Linked DNA regions of Mus musculus: regions 1 and 3 are each linked to region 2. A link is a contact called in public HiChIP or PLAC-seq data. All regions are on one chromosome and are shown on one strand. The core of a region is the stretch at or near the end of the contact, and the rest is flanking DNA. Distances in the headings are between cores, read along the strand shown.

Region 1 (3,284 bases), core at 315-2,814, 220 kb after region 2:
TAAGCCAGAGGTCACGGATGTCTGCGGCTAAACCCTGGCTGGACATGACAGGGACACTGCACACATGAGCACGGGTGGGGGAGGAGCAGTCCTTCAGGGATATGGGCTCTGAAAGCCTGTTGCAGTAGGTGGTCCTAGCTGTGCGCTTAAGTGGGGAGCACACATGAAGCTGAGAGGGAAAGAGGGGGATGGGGAGGAGTTGGAACATATTATATGCTGGCTGGAGAGATGGCTGACAGGTAAGAGCACACGCTGCTCCTCCTGGGAACCTGAGTTCAAGTCACAGCACCCTCATACCCTAGCAGGCGCTCTAGGTAACCTCAGGATTGCCCGCTGTAATCCACCCTTGCCCTTCCTTTTTCTGGTTTGCAGGTGAAATTCGCCAAATACCCTTGTACTATTAACCTTTCCTTGTTGGAGAAGTGACTGTCTGCTATTCCTCAGTGTGCTGGATGGCATTTTAATCCCTTGGGTCCTTTGAGACCCAAGCTCCCCTCGCTCAGTGGCCTGTGTGACAGCCCCTCCTCCCAAGCCTTCCAGACAATCAGCAGAGCAACTGTGGGAACTCGGTAACTTTCAGGAGCTTCGTAGACTTTACAAGAGGCCAAGAAATGAGCCTGTGCTGTTATGTATGAAATAGCCAGCCTCACTTCTACGCCCTGGCTTGCAGAAAACACTCTCTTTCATAAAATTTCTAGGAAGGGGTCATCTTTTTTTTTTTTTTATGACAAACTGACAATGAAATCTGTCCTATTAATATTTGTAAACTGTTCACTAGTGAATACTTTTAAAAATGTTTAGTGTGTGTGTGTATAGGGGGAGGGGGTGTATGGTCACAAGAGTGTAGTTGCCTGCAGAGGCCAGAGGTGTCTAAGCTCCCTGTAGCAGGAGTTATGGGTGATATGGTGCTGGCACTGATCTGAGGCTAAGGCAGACATCTGCACAGCCAGACCGTCACACACAAAACCAGACAAGTGAAATGTGTTGTCAGTTAGTGAGTATAACCCCCAACCACCAATGAAAGAAATGGGTAAGAAACAGGCTGACTGGATTAGCAAGGTACAATGACTGACCAGGAGTCTGGCTTGGGGGCAGGAGCAGAGACATTGACCTCAGACACAGAATCTGGTACAAACAGTAGTAACCTTTTCCAGTGATGATCAAACATTGTGGCATCATCAAAAAGTATTTTTTAAAAATCTGACGTTTAAGTTTTGAGGAATTAATGTTTCCAAAGGGAATACAACAAGTTTAACATTGTAACTTCTGAGAAACATAGAGCACAGTATGGCAACCAAACAGGGCAAGGGGAGAGTAACTGTGCCCACACTGTGCCTGGGACTTCCAAACAGTAACAGAAACCAGCATGGCAGAAAGCTGGCTATAGTGTTTCCTACTGAAAAAATTATTTAATTAGAACAGCTTAATCTAGTCAATATTTTACAATACTATAAATTCTAAAGCCATATGCCCTTGGAAAGGCAGACTATCGGTACAGAGGCCTGAGAGAACAGCCAGAGGGCAGCTGCAAATGCCTACAAAGGTCTTGAGGCAGGAAATGAAATGCCAGGGCCACGGCTACAGCGAGAAACCGTGACTCAGTGTGTTACGCAACAGTGGGATCAGATACTATTTTGAGTTTCATTCCAGGAAGTGAGCCAGGTATGACAAGGAAGATAATAATCCTTTTGAAATGCTCCTAAAAATATAATTAAAGCAATAATTAAAGAGTGGAGCTATTTTGAGAAGAAAAGGCACGGTGGGTGATGGACCTCAGAGCCCATAGCACACCCAGGCCCGGCGAGGCTGGAGTCAGCACTGTACTGGACGTGTTGTGCCTACTCTCTGCTCCTCAGGCAGAGGCTAATTGTAAGCCTCGAGAAAGGCCGACAATCTGATTGTGAGGAGGAGGCTGGTGCTGGTTATGTGACTTTCACCCTAGGTTCTGCTTAGAGGCCTGCATCCTGTGTCAGCCAGATGACTCGGTGGGTAAAGGTGCTTGCAGCCAGCGCTGAGTATCTAAGCTTCACTCTTGGGACCCACGTGGTGGAAGCAGAGAATTAACACCGTGACCCTCACACAAATGAAAAATAAACTGTAATTTTAAACAATTAAAAAAAAATCTAGTACTGTGCTACAAAACAGCAAAGTCATTAATTTAACAGAAAGGTCCATATATGTTATGATGAAAAATCTGAATATAAAAATCAAGAATAGAAATGAAATCGTTATTAACAAAATCACAATAAATCCCTAGTTATCTCTAGGTCCAGTTAGAATTGCACTTTTGACTAAGATGCTTTCTCCCTTTTCTCTAACTTCTGAAGAAACCACAAGAACAGAACACAGTGGTCCCTGAGCAAAGCTGGCAGGCTGGGTAGGCTCTGCTGGAGGCTGGCCCAGGACTGCCACACAGGGTGCTGCTGGATGCCAGCAGGCATGCCACAGAGAAACACCACCACCCTCAAGGGAGAGATGCCAGATCCAAGACTGAAAGTCTCAACCACCTTAGTCAAACCCCTATGACAACTAAATGCTAACACCAGGTTAAAATTCAAATAAAGTGAGGCAGCTTGGAAGGCTCTGGTGCTCCTCATGGAGGGGAATACTGTTAACAGCCACCTCCTGAGGGCCAGTTCTACCTCTACACACCTGCACACAGGACCCAACCCACACACCTGTACACAGGACCCATTCCCATACACCTGTACACAGGACCCATCCCACACAGCTGTACACAGGACCCATCCCACACAGCTGTACACAGGACCCATCCCACACAGCTGTACACAGGACCCATCCCACACAGCTGTACACAGGACCCATCCCACACAGCTGTACACAGGACCCATCCCACACAGCTGTACACAGGACCCATCCCACACAGCTGTACACAGGACCCATCCCACACACCTGTACACAGGACCCATCCCCACACACCTGTACACAGGACCCATCCCACACACCTGTACACAGGACCCATCCCACACACCTGTACACAGGACCCATCCTAGTTTCCAGGCTGTACTGGGACATAAAATAAGAGATTGCATTGATGTTTACCCTCGGAAGATGGAGGGGAAACTACCTGCTGACAAAATAAGCCAGAGGACATTCAGAGAGGGCTAATGCCACTGCAGGGTAGAATGTAAAGACCAGGCAGGCACAGGGGGGGGTGGGGGGGGTGTCCTGGCCACAGTGTGGGACAAGCCAGAAAAGTACTTTGTAATTATTTTCAGAGAGTTAACGCAGACAGCTGGAGAGACGTCTCGGCAGTTACGAGC
Region 2 (3,369 bases), core at 229-2,728:
CTGGCTAGTGAGAAAGGGAGCCAAGACCTAATTAAGAACTAGGCTATTTAGGTGATAATTTGGATTAAGGATCTCTGGGTGCTAATGGGCTTGTTGAAACTCTCCGAGGCTTGTTTACTTCCTGTGTGGAATGATTGTCCTTCTAGGAGAGGATGCATTTATTTAGGAAAAAAAATGCTATACAACAATGGCTCTCAACATGAATGTGTACACATCCCATGTGAACCTAGAGGATGAATTCCATAATTAATAAAGGATCTGCCAAGTGGGTGAGGGATTAGGTGGCGCAGCAGGTAAGGGCCACTTTCCATCAAGTTTTAGAAACTGAATTCTACCCCTAGGACTCACACGGTAGAAAGAAAGAACTGATTTCCGAAAATTGCCCTGGGATCTCCACACATGCGCCTTGGCATATGTGTGTGTGTGTGTGTGTGTGTGTGTGTATACATATACATATACGTATATGTATACGTATACATATATATATATGTATTCCCACAATAAATAAATGTTTTAAAAAATAGAAAGAAGAGAAAAGAAAGTCTCTTCCTGATATGTTAAGTGGACGTGTGTGTAACTATCACTGAAAGAGCTGTTCAGAATTGCATCAACAAGAAGTTCTAGGAAAATGAGAAGAGAATGTCAGTCTTGATGTTGAGAGTCCCTAGAGTGTGGTGACACAAAAGCAGGCTTACTTTTAGATCGACTAGTATTGTCCTTAAGTGCTTGGCAGATAAGGAAACTCCTGAGTGTCTGCTCAGAAGAGAACGCCCCACCCCCGCCCCGCCCCACCACGCTCCGCCCCCTCCGCCCCCGCCCCTCCGTCCATGGTGCACTGTGGGCTGGAGCTGCTTTCACGGGGAATCGCAAAATATTCTCATTCATATCATTTTTCCATATCAAAGTTTCATGAAACTTAAGTCTAGTATCTCCAAAAGACAGCAGCATGTCTCCAGACCAAAAGTTGCAGTAACTCAAGAGCTATGACTGAGCCAAAAAAAAAAAAAAAAAAGTCCTTCTCAGTACGTGTGGAGTATAAGGCACATGCACGTGGAGTTCCATTCCCGGCACCCACTTTGGACTTACAACTTGTAACTGCAGCTTCAGGGAACCTGATGCCCTCCTCTGGCCTCTGGGCGCACAATCTAAATCCTTACAATAAAGAGGAAATGAAGGAAATGAATGCATCAAGATGGCGAGGCCATCGGATCAAATTGCTCACCTTTAGATTCATGCACACAGTTTGTATGAAAATTATGGCCTCGCGCAGATGACCTCAGATCGTTAAATCAGAATTGTTCTCAGAAACCATCGAGCATAACCATCTTACTCTGACGCTCAAGCACTAGCTAGACCTCATTTTATTCCTTGTTGCAATTTTATGAGGTCATTAGGATGAGAAATGCCAGGACTCGTGGGTAGGGTGGCTGGCTGAGTGCAGTTGACTTCCAGTTATGCTTAGCTGGCTATGCCTGAGTTCCATTTATTAAGTCTGACCTATTCTGGCACTGTGGGCTGTGATCCCATGGTCCTTTCCCCAGCCTCCCACAGGGACAGGGAACCTAATGACATTACTATAATGGTCATTTACCATCTGACCCATTCTATCACATGTCATAAAGGACCTATCAGTTTGTAGAACATATGAGACCAGCAGGGTCCATGGCTTCCACCTTTGAAAACATAAATTTTATTCTCAAATAAATTAAAATAATTTAAGTCGCATTCCATTGCTGACATAATCTGTAAACAAGGCTGGGCAGGAATGAGGCCTGGAGCTATGTACATTCCCAGTAGTGATTCAGACATGAGTATATTCACAGAGGAATGCTCACAGCCAGGAGCTGTCACCAAAAGTACCTATGCTGTTCAGGACACTGCAGAGGGAATGTGGGGGCTTCCTCATGTAGCCCGATGAACAGGAAGCAGAGAGAGAGGGGCTGCCTCACCTCATCCATGATAGATGCTCTGGCATAATGTAGCCAACTGCTTCAAGTTCCTGCTGCCCCACCACAGAGCCCGTTCCTTGAACTCTGAGCTAAAACAAACCCTTCCACCCTTAAGTTTATTTTGTCAAACAATTTTATCACAGCAACAGAAATGAAACCATAACACTTACATTGGGCATAGGGACATTACTTAGGGGGTGCTTAGGATTAAACCCCAGGCCTGGTATGTGCTGGGTGAGCACTTACCACTAAAGCTACAATTAGCTCCTATATGTACCTTAACAAACTGTTTGTTGTGCAGAAATCCTTTCCCACATAGTTTCTGAGGGTCTGGAATTGGGAAATGGCTTGGCTGCATGGCTCTGGGTTTTGATGTCAGGTTGGGAAGTTCATCTGGGGTCAGGGACCTTATTGCAGGATGGTAAACATACCTGTATTGGCTGTTGGTTAGGGATTGAGATATGTTCTCAAGTGATACTCCACAGAGCTAAGTCAGTGTTCTGTTGTCATGGTGCCCAGCTTCCTCAGAATAACGCAGGGGTTCAAGGAGAAGTTTTCCTCACAGGCTCAAAAACCATGGAGCCAGCCAACCTTGAAACAAACATCCATCCTGTCCACCTCCACACATGATGAAGGTCTGAGTCAGGGCCAGAGTCTGAGCATCAAGCCTTCAGCCAGCATTACTCCCACATGCCACACACACACACACACACACACACACACAAACACACACATAAACATCAAAAGGAGATGACTCCATTTTTCTTTGCCTGCTTCAATCGAGCCTCCTAGGTTCTCTGCATCAACTGCAGAAATCTCATCTATTATTTATTGCACAGGAGTTCAGGCTGCACGCACACATTTCCCACCCAGTGTCTATTGAAGATCAAAATGAAAGGAGATTGGGTTTCACTTTGAATGGGAGTCAAGCCACACCTCACTTATGCACAGTGGTCAGGCTGAGCCTGACCTTCTGCAACCTGCAATCAGCCTCCAAGGATGTGTTTCCTCACTCCACATGGTCCTGATTACCCAGGGGTAGGAAGGGAGGCCTCTCGTGTGCATAGCCAGTCGGCACTTTCACTCTGGGTCAACCTGGGGTGAGTTCTTACAGTCATGATCCACTTCAGGTCAACTTTCACCTTTGGAGCACATGAGTTACAAATAGGCTTGAAGATTCTAATAAAACTCCAAAATACAGTCGCTGAAATAGGTTGGCTTTCCTTTGATCTAAGAGAAAGGTGGCCTGGGCAGGTAGAACACTCTGCAGCTTTCTACATGGGCTTTTTAGCTCCAGGTTCTTGGAGCCATTATGGTTTCCTAGGTCAGGCAGTGGGGCCATCCCTTTCCTTTACTATGGTTTTGCTGTTTCTTCTCTCATCTTATTTATTCTTTAAAAAGATTTATTTTATTTGTGTGT
Region 3 (3,627 bases), core at 782-3,281, 240 kb after region 2:
TTCATACTTCTGACCAACCATGATATAAATGTGGGGTTTCCCTCAAAGCCCTGCCCAAACTCACTCACTAAAAACAACTCAAGGAACTCAGGCAATGTGCAGTTCTACCACTGTGGAGGCAAGCCTCAGAAACGTGCCAGCAGAGGCCACAGAGGGGGAGGGGGGACGGACACACACAGATCCATCACTACCCTGACAGCATGTCTGGGCCCCAAGGGAAGAAATCTCTTGAGGGCCCTTTAATAGTTTAATGGTTAAACTCAGCCTCTGGCCCCTATCCACTTGCTATGAGATGCAGACTAGGGTACCAGTCAGGCCCTCTAATCCATTCAGAGACCTATGGAGGTCACCTCTCAGGCAAACGTGAGGCACGGCGTCCATGTGCTCATGAGCGCCACACTGGGAACCGAAGCAGAGACTGTGTGTGTTTTATTGTCCCCTAACAATTCAACCCTACGTCACTAGATACACACAACTTAACTGCGGATCCACCCTAGGCCCAGATCTGAGGAGAGCACCGGGAGTCAGGAGTCACTTCTGGCTTCTGTGAGCTGTGACTCTGGAGCGGCCACCAAAAAGGTGCAAATTGGAAACAAAGCTGGATGTCAGCCTTCAGCTGAAAAGAAACTGCAACAAAAAAAGAACAGTTACGTGGCTGAGTGGCAGAGCATGCCAGAGAAGAGCAGAGCACTGTTTCAAACAGAGACAGGGACCTCTACTCAGTAAGGGGACACTCAATAAAAATATGGAAGCCAAGGATGGTGACACACACCTACAATCCAAGCACTCTGAGAAGCTGAGGCAAGGGAATCACAAGTTCAAGGTTAGCCTGAGCTACACAGAGAAACCATGCCTGAGAGGGTGAATGAGAACAGGCAAAGAAAGCGGGACAGGAGGAGACCATGAATGAAAGGGGGAAGAGGTGGCAGTGGGGGGTGGGGGGCTGGAACAGGGCAGGACATAAATGGAGACAATATATCTACATAGACACTGTGACAAACGGGCACAGGACAAGACGTTTAGACTCATTAGAGAAATGCAGACTAGAGTCATAATGCCATGAGCGGCAGGATGCATCACAGCACCAGGGCACACTCCTCTCTCTGTGCTCTCTCGCTCTCGCTCTCTCTCACGCACTCACTCTCTCTCTCACCCCCACACCCCCACATTCTCTCATGCACACATAAACACACATACTCTCATACACACACACACACACTCTCATACACATGTAAACACACACACTCTCTATGCATACATAAACACACATACACTCTCATGCACACATAAACACACTCACACTCTCTATGCACACATAGACACACACACAAACACACATTCTCTCTCTTGGCCTCTTAGTTTGGAGGTCTTGCGGCATCTAACTAAGAACTTGTGTGTGGCTGGCTCGGTTGTAGAAGACCTAGTAACTCCACTCCTGAGCACTCACCCACCCAAGAGAATAAAAACACACGCCCACAAAGACTTGTCTGTGAACGTCTCAGAAACCACCATAGTTTCAGGGTGAACCTTCCCTCTAAGATGTCCCAAGTCATCCCAGCCCTGATGCACTTAGCCACCATAGTCCTGACCAAGGGGCCACCAAACATAGAACTGGAGCCTCCACACCTCTGAACCCAGATGAATTAGCCTTTCCTCGGTCAGAGTCCATCACCTCAGTTGTTTCCTTACAGTGACTGAACGGTGCTGATGCAAGTGTGGTCCGCACAAAACCAAACTATCACGTGCTCAGCAGAAAACCAGCAGCTCCACAGGAAAATGGAACCACGGAAATTCACGGCCAAACAGCAAAGCATTATGGTAGATCAAACAGGCCAGACACAAAAGACCTACAATCTATCCTGCAAGGTTCCAAACACCTTTGTCTGAGGAGACAAAGTAGCCTTTTTTTTTTTTTTTTTTTTTTTTTTTTTGGTTTTAAGGGTTCTTCACTGTAAGAAAAAAAAAAGATTTATACAAATGGACAGTCTGTATACCAAGGCTTAAACATCTGTTAAAACATCAATTATGCACTTAAAAGTGGTAAATGTCATTCCAAGTAGTTCATATCCTCAATGAAATAGTTAGCAGTGTTTTATGTAAACCAATGCATGCAACACAAAAGAGCAAAATAGCCCTGTGCCCCTTCACTCCTACAGAACTGACTTGTATAACACATCAGAGCGAAACCCCGAGGCTCTGAAGCAATCTCTTAAATAGATTTCTTCATTAGTCAGAGGCTCCCACACTCAATTCCCGTCATGACATCTGAACACACACCATTTAACAACGCGTGCTGACGGTTTTAGTGAGGAGGCCTTAGTCATAACACAATTTACTAGAATTCAAAAGCAGAAGCGAAACGACCTTTACTTTTTGGGGGAAAAAACCCACACTGGCATAATTCAGTGAAACACTCAATTTAGACTCTGCGCAGAGCAACGGCTGCTAAGAACTGGGTGTCATTTGTCCAGAAACTGCAATGAGGCAAAAGCGAGGCTTGGTTAAGTTTTCATTTTAGAACGTTACGGTAAAAACACCACCACGTATTTACTGCGTGGTGTTAGAACAGAGACGCAAAGATAACAGCTGACCACAGGGACCAGCTGCTGGCAGCTTCTACACGCCGAGCAGCCTGACCTAAAGGGCTTTTCCATCATTCCATCGAAGGTGACATTACTAAAACTAAACAGATCCTAAGCATCGGGAAATAACAGATTTTAGAGGACGAATACATATGTAAAGAGGTGAACCTTAAATCAAATACACAATTCCTATCAAGCATAGGGGACAAAGCTATGTAGGGCTGATAACGCCCCCCACACATACACACACACACACACACACACACACACACACACACACACGCACGCACACAATGTCCCCTGCAATATTCCAAAGGGGCCAACCGTGAGTCCAGAAGCTTTAACCTACAAGGAACCACGCACTATGCATCCTGGTCTGCAAAGCCACTGAGGCAATAAGCACACAGTTGGGGGGTGGGGGTGGGGAAAGGGAGGTTGCTCCTTTGAGATCTTAGGATAAAAGTCAAGGTTAAAAAACAAAACAAAACAAAAGCCTGAGGGTTTGACATTACAACACTGGGGTACATGGGGTACGGCCCCTGCTGAACATGGGAAAGGGCCTGGGCTGCATCTGCAGCACAGGAGCACTTCGCCGCACAGGCCTCTACATAACGGACTCTGTAAGTCCGTGTTTTGGTCTTAGCCTTTTCCTTCAGTGGTTTTAGACTAACCCAGGAGCTGAGTCACCACCATAGCTATCACTTCAGAAAGTACACTTAGGCACCCTATGCACTATCCAGTTAGCTTCTGCAAAGGAGATCACCATTTCAGAAGTTTCAGGATAAACTGTATGCCCAACCCAAGGTCTGACTTGTAAACAGTCCACAGGGCTGGAGTGATGCTAGGAGGGACATCAACGTGCACCCCCTCTCTGCTGCTAGCACCCCACGTCTCAGCGCCGCCTTCACCCTAAGTGCCCACTTAACATTCTAATTGACGCGTCAATCCTCTTGCACGTCTGTGTGCTTGGTAGAGTGATACAATAGTATTTAGTAATTAGACGTGATAAAGTGTCTTTATTAGAGGAATGTAGGGTGAGGAAAGC

The links. HiChIP or PLAC-seq counts read pairs in DNA pulled down with a chosen protein or histone mark.
Region 1: a contact with region 2 is called in an H3K27ac HiChIP or PLAC-seq map of the NIH/3T3 cell line, with 3 times the contacts expected there. The contact joins two enhancer-like sites. A contact is called at or near these places in 3 of 484 Hi-C or Micro-C datasets (cerebellar granule neurons, cortical neurons and neural progenitor cells) and 1 of 115 datasets of contacts at active chromatin or transcription factors (the NIH/3T3 cell line).
Region 3: an H3K27ac HiChIP or PLAC-seq map of embryonic fibroblasts shows a contact between it and region 2, with 5 times the contacts expected there. The contact joins two enhancer-like sites. A contact is called at or near these places in 2 of 39 promoter capture datasets (cranial neural crest and liver), 2 of 484 Hi-C or Micro-C datasets (brown adipocytes and spermatogonia), 4 of 115 datasets of contacts at active chromatin or transcription factors (embryonic basal ganglia, embryonic fibroblasts, embryonic stem cells and 1 more) and 3 of 9 other capture datasets (adipose tissue, liver and pancreatic islet).

What each region holds. Positions count from the first base shown.
Region 1 is chr13:52,890,572-52,893,855 of GRCm38.p6, forward strand. The region is part of intron 4 of Auh (AU RNA binding protein/enoyl-coenzyme A hydratase); the gene reads right to left. Among named protein-coding and RNA genes, the nearest start is that of Auh, 37 kb to the right of the region's middle. Within about 2 kb of position 1,565, at least 190 of the 459 cell types and tissues checked have an H3K27ac peak or open chromatin away from gene starts, as enhancers often do. A contact at or near this core is called in the NIH/3T3 cell line, where this site is marked.
Region 2 is chr13:52,674,298-52,677,666 of GRCm38.p6, forward strand. No RefSeq gene overlaps it. Among named protein-coding and RNA genes, the nearest start is that of Syk, 79 kb to the left of the region's middle. Within about 2 kb of position 1,479, at least 30 of the 459 cell types and tissues checked have an H3K27ac peak or open chromatin away from gene starts, as enhancers often do. A contact at or near this core is called in the NIH/3T3 cell line and embryonic fibroblasts, where this site is marked.
Region 3 is chr13:52,912,435-52,916,061 of GRCm38.p6, forward strand. All of the region lies in intron 3 of Auh (AU RNA binding protein/enoyl-coenzyme A hydratase), which reads right to left. Among named protein-coding and RNA genes, the nearest start is that of Auh, 15 kb to the right of the region's middle. Within about 2 kb of position 2,032, at least 85 of the 459 cell types and tissues checked have an H3K27ac peak or open chromatin away from gene starts, as enhancers often do. A contact at or near this core is called in embryonic fibroblasts, where this site is marked.